Regions from separate parts of the Macaca mulatta genome. Here region 2 is linked to region 1. A link is a contact called in public Hi-C data. All regions are on one chromosome and are shown on one strand. The core of a region is the stretch at or near the end of the contact, and the rest is flanking DNA. Distances in the headings are between cores, read along the strand shown.

Region 1 (3,117 bases), core at 477-2,976:
AAACACATCAATGCATTCTCTGAATTTTCTACTGTTTTTTTTTTTTTTAAATAATCTTTAGAATTCTTAAGGGTAGCATCTTAGGGGGTCACTCTTGTGACAGCATAGCTTAGTGGTTAGTCAATGATTGTTCAGAAAATATGCTTAAATACGTTGACCCAGTATTTTGCATTGACTTGACTGTATGTTTGGGAACATATTCAGAATTCAGGCAGTTCACAAGTCAGTTTCAACTTTGCTTTCTTTCAGGACCTCTCACATTTCCTCTGTGCATTGACAAGTCTTCATGTTCAGTCAGGGATGAGTGGATGGCAAGGGCCCTTTCTGGTTTCTTCTACATATGTGCGTCTGTGCAGCCTTCCAAATTTCCAGAGACAGAGAGGAACTTATCAAGTCCCAACACTGTCGTCTCATTCCCCAATCTTCTTCTTCATTTTCTAGCTAGTTTGCCATTTTGTTGCTTGCTCTGGCTAGGACCTCAAGCTTAGGAGAGCTATGTTGTTGACCTTCCCTATTTGTTTGCCACAGAGATTGCAACTGTTTTCAATAATGCCCCTGGCTATAGAGTTGTTTAATGCTCCATTTCAAACTGAGTGATCCCCCCTCCAACAGCAAAGCTGCTATTTTTCACAGTTTGTCCTACCTTCATGGATCTACCATGCTAACAAAGCTGGAAGGTAGTGGGGGAAGGGAGCAGCTCCTGATATAAATGCCCCAGACTCCCACTATTCTTCCTGGAGGCTTTTCCTGAATAAATACATCTCAATTTGTTGCATGATTTTGGACAATTTATGGAGTCTTCGAATAGTTGTTTTTGACCATTTTCTTCAGCTTTGCTGTCATTTTTTAGGGAAAGTATCTGTTGAGCTTCTTATTCTACCATTTTGGAAGTCCCCTCTTCAGAAATATTTAATTGTTGGTAGACATGATTTTCTACCTAGTTTTTGATCAAGCATCACGCAGTTGAGATGCTTAGATAATCAAGTGTGTTTTACTAATGGCTCCATAAATACTATATTCTGATTTTTAGAAACATATCTGTATTCTAAAGTGTACATGAACAGGGCTAATTTTCTTCATGTATTGGAATGAATGTTCTGTATTTATTTTGAATTCTTTCCCTCTCCAAACTCTATAATTGAAGATAATGGAACAGGAGATAAAATTGAAAGCTCTTGAAATTGTCAGAGAGTAGACTGAATATTTGTGATGTATTTTCTACTCTCTTTTTCTTGATTACATTTTAGTAATATGAAGTAAAGAGGGTCAGCCATTAACAGCAGAACATATACAACCTATTTAAACCAAAAGTCTTTCAAACATCCTAAGAGCAGACCTGAGAAGCTATTGTAAATTAAATACACAATAGTCATTTAACAAGAAGGATCTGACACTTTGTATGTGACCATGATGCCGAAGAAAATTGGATTGCTCCCAATTTGATAGCCCATGGAGGGTTGTACAATAATTTTATGCTAATTCCCAAAAAAATTATGATTTCTACTTTTAGAAATTCATGATCAATTTTATCTTCTTATCTGTGGGGAGTTTGGGAAAGAAACACATTATGCTAAAGAAAACAAAAGCCTGAACAAAAGTCCCTCTATTTAGCCGAGATAGAATTTCACAAACAATGGAATTTAAAATTCAAATGTCTTCAAAGCAGTTGTAATAATGATTGTTTCCACTAAGGTGTGCTAGATCTCCAAATATTATTCATGCTCTCCTTGTCTTACCACACTGTACTGAATTTCACCATGTTCATTGCCTTCCCCAGGGCTGCCCAAGCCCTTACCACACAGGGGGTTTTTAAGCTGAAGCAACAATGTGTGCCGCACACAAACTCAGCTAAAACACAAAAGAAGACAAGAGATCATTTAAAAATGTTAAATGAAAAGAAAAAAATAGTTGCATTGTGAAATGTTGATTTTATAAACAGACGCAGGTATTGACTTTGATTTTGCAGAAATAATTCGGTTTGTTTGAGAAATTCTAGAAGGTTAACCTAATAGGAGGAAGTTTTTCAGGCAATTTTTCTTCTAATAAAACTCTCTAATGTCCTATTATTATTTATAACTAGTGTTACAAATGTAAGTTATCTTTTGTTTTAATAGTACATCAGTCTGACTCTGTCATTTGTTCGTGATGATTTAAATCCCTAGAGGTTCCGAGATCATCCAGTGAAGTTTGAAAAACAACTAACACAAAAGAGCAGCTCTAAATAGTGTGTCAGGCAGAAGGTGGCACAGATTTGGAAGTATAACAAAACCTTTTAGTCTGTAGAAAGAAAAATTAATTCTTTTTATTTGCAGTACTGGAATTATTTTTTTAAACAAGTCTTAAAGTTATCAACTAGAAATTTAGCTATCTTGCTAAAAGCCTTCTCAATAGCTGGTAATTTAATGATAGACTCTGGAAGATTTGCCAGGAGTATGTGCCAACTTTTCCCATAAACAAAATCTGGGTTCTTCATAGGGATTTCTATGCACACATCCACCTTAGTTTGAATGCATTTTTATATATGCAAATAGCTTTTTTTGGTTACATAATTTTACTTAGAATGTGAATGGGAGTTTCTTTTTTTCTTGATTTTACTGTGGTTTCAGTTAAAAAGACAACTTGCACTTTCTCACCTCTAAATGAATATGATTACTTCAGCGGCTTGTTGACTTAAATAATTTGGTTTCATGATTTTGATTATATTCACTAATCATTGTAATCAATGGCCATCTTAATAGTAATTTTTAAAATGTCAGCACTAAATTTACATTAACCTTAAAAGCCTCAAATATGACAGTACTTAAATTGTTACCATAATTTATTTTTGTAAACAAAAAGTAGTTCATAGTCAGTTGAACAACTGGAAATTAGTTGATAAGTAACTAGGTATAGATTGTTTTAGAAATGAAAAATTTTTTGGATTAATCTGAAAAGTTTTTACCAAAATCAATATGTTTTCGTATATGTAGTTGTAGTTTCATAGTTTATGTTATTATAAAACATTATCTTACTTAGACCAAATTTTACATTTAAAAAATCTTTTTGGCTATGATACAACTCCTTTTGTTTTGATATATTTTCAAAATAATAGTAATTAAAATGCATAATCAAGTAAGT
Region 2 (2,968 bases), core at 361-2,860, 720 kb after region 1:
GAACGAGAGCTATTTTGTAAATAATTAGTGAACAATAATCAACAAAACGTTTTATTTGAATGTTATCAGTATATAGGGATTGTGCAATTTCCTGTAATTGTTCATAGAATAGCAAACACAAAGGCAGAATTAATCAGTTCTAGATTTCTCATTGTTTGCCCTACATATTTTTAATATAATAAAATATGATTTTAAAAGCATAACAGATTATCAAAGCATATTTTTATCAAAATATTATAACATCAATTATTAGTATGCAAATTATAGTTTTCATTGGTATATGCTAAATTTTTCAAAAGCATTCTCTTTTAAAAATTATTTTTACACTTGTTTAGAAACATTTTTTATCAAAACTAAAATAGCTGGAAGGCATCTGCTAATCCTTTCACACTGAACCAGGCAAAACTGTTTTTTTAATAAAATGCTTAAATTGCTTAGCAATTTACTTCTAGAAACAGACAAAATAATTACAATGCAATGCAGTTATCTGCTGAGCCAATACATTGCTCTGAACTTAAAACAAGTTTGTATGTACTTTTTTTACTCATATACTTGATATTTCCAATGCGTTTTGCAACTGCTCTAGGACAAGTACTTCTTTTAAAATGTATTTTAAAAGAGCTTATTATTATGAAAGAAGCTTGTTTTCTACCTAGCAAATGAGAACATGCTCTTTTCATTCCTATTTTTGTTCTACTGAAATCTCTGTAAATAATTTGAATATAACTTCCCCAAAAGTAATCTGATTTATCAGTAATTTAGTGCATATTCTAATATAACCCTTTTCTACTAGTTTAAAAAGTTTCTTCTTTCACATTTCAAATTATAAGTCACATTAAAGATTTACTTTTTTTTACCCACTAGGTCTAAACATTCACTTTTCTTAGATAGCAAAAACTAATACCGGACCCAAAAAGCACAGATATATTAATGCCTTTCCAAAACTTCTGTGTATACCGCACATAAAAACATGTATTGTCTTTTTCATAGAGATTTTTCCATCTTTACTTAAGTTTCTATTCTAATCAAAATTAGAGCAAGAGAGGAAAAGGAAAAAGTTAATAAGAGTAAAGTGGGCTATGAGTTACATCAGAGTAAATTGAAAGTTCAAGGATCCCCTTTTATATAACAGTAGCCTTTAAAAGAAAAAACAACAAAAAAAGTTATACCTGATATGAAAGGTGCGATTTCACCAAGTGCAATATATTGCTAATTATGCCATATTGTTTGAAATAATAAAAATAAAGAAGGCTCATTTGGCTCTGTTGCCTTAAAAAGCTGCTTTACAAAGCCCGATGTCTCTGTAGTTATACAGCCAATGTTTGCTTTTTTTTGGTTTGTTTTGGTTTGGATTTTTGTTTGTTTGCTTTTGTTTTTGTTTTTGAGCAGGAACGTCTCTTTTTTTTTTTTTTTTTTTTTTTTTTTTTCAGCACTCTTGCATGTAGTAGGACACACTCAGATTTTTTCTTCAAGGGCGCCTGTAATTTCTTAGAAAAGGACCAGGGTGCTTGTCTTCTTTTTCTTCCTTCTCGGTATTCCAGGCACAAAGCACTGCGCAGAAGCTACACCAATCCTTGCCGTCACTGGCAGCAGAATGGTAGAAGGTGGGAGAGACCAGGAATCCTTCCAGGCTGTGCTGACTTTAGAAATGAGGATCGCACACGTTTGTCTCCTGAACCAAAGGGGTGCAAAGGCAGGGTGCCAGCTTGCTACACTGCTGCAATGCAATGATCTCATGCTCACTGGTGCTGTCGTCCTGTTTGCCCAGTTCAAACGCCTGTTCATTTTAAACCAAAAAAAAAAAAAAAAAAAACCAAAAAAGACCCAACTACTTGGATTCTTCTACAAGCAGAAACGGTAGTAACCTAAAATAATAATAATAATAATAATAAATAAATAAAAAATAAAAAATAAAAATCAGCAGTCAGAAAAGGCAAAAAGAAAAAAAAGCACATACAATTTTGGAATTCACTTGTTATGCCTCAATATTCTATTATTATTTTCTTTTCTTTTTTTTCTATTTAGAGATAAGCAGCAGAATTTATCAGGCGTGAAAGGGACAGCCTCCTGGTGGCCTGCCAAAAACCCAGAATAAAGGCGAAGTTGTGCTTCAAAGCTCAGTCGCTTGCTGAGTCTGGCTAAAGTCAAGTATTAAGATCCACCATTTTCTGAGCCATGTTAGAAAAGAAGAAAAAAGTCAGGACGGTTGCTGCTTTCCAAGTCTCCGTTGGCACCATCACAAAATCTCAGTCGTAAGGTCACATGATTCTCTGCCAAATGTAGAGTGCATTCCCATCAACCATTCTGCTGATACTGCGAAGGCAGCTATTGTCTCGTTTAGACCCAAAGTTCAGCCCACTCTTCATTGAATTAGCTGAAAAACGCATCACCTTTGGGGGCTGGGAGTCATGGAAACGTCTACCTGGCAAGCTGCCCACTTTTTCTGCCCATCAACCAGAGATGGAATTGTGCTGCCTAACGCAATGATGACTTGGAATGTGAAGAGTCGTCCAAAGTGAATCTGATTCTTGCAACGCCTGTTTCGTTTGCACAGAAAACTCTGGCTTCTTGTAGTTAAGAGGGGGGAAAAAAAATCTTTCCTACCAAATGTAGCAAATAAAGGTCTGAACATGCCTACTCTGCAACTTTTTTTCTCAACACACCCAAATGGTTCTCAAATGAAAAGACTGAAAGCCCTTCAAGTTTTCTGAGTTAAAGGCATCCCTTCATCTGTCTCCTTTTCCTTACAAGTGAATGAAACAAGCCCAGAACATTTGTTTTCGTCTCTCACTTTAAGATTTAAAAAAACTCTGAGTTTTTCTTCTTGCTTTTTGCTACTTTCTGATTTTATCTGGCACCGATTCTGTACTACATGGTCACAACGTCTTCTAGCAACAGTGGGGATGCACTAAGCTGCAATCTCCAACAAAGTGCTCCCCTGAGAAAGCCAGTTGTCTCTTTAGTCACA

What was found. Hi-C and Micro-C count contacts between places; a contact is called where the count stands out from the background.
Region 2: a contact with region 1 is called in a Hi-C map of fetal cortex germinal zone, with 3 times the contacts expected there. The contact joins two enhancer-like sites. A contact is called at or near these places in 2 of 14 Hi-C or Micro-C datasets (fetal cortex germinal zone and fetal cortical plate).

What each region holds. Positions count from the first base shown.
Region 1 is chr3:30,465,750-30,468,866 of T2T-MMU8v2.0, forward strand. No RefSeq gene overlaps it. Among named protein-coding and RNA genes, the nearest start is that of TRNAG-GCC, 180 kb to the left of the region's middle. Within about 2 kb of position 1,727, at least 8 of the 40 cell types and tissues checked have an H3K27ac peak or open chromatin away from gene starts, as enhancers often do. A contact at or near this core is called in fetal cortex germinal zone and fetal cortical plate, where this site is marked.
Region 2 is chr3:31,181,116-31,184,083 of T2T-MMU8v2.0, forward strand. All of the region lies in intron 4 of LOC114676844, which reads right to left. Among named protein-coding and RNA genes, the nearest start is that of MIR99A, 3.7 kb to the left of the region's middle. Within about 2 kb of position 1,611, at least 19 of the 40 cell types and tissues checked have an H3K27ac peak or open chromatin away from gene starts, as enhancers often do. A contact at or near this core is called in fetal cortex germinal zone and fetal cortical plate, where this site is marked.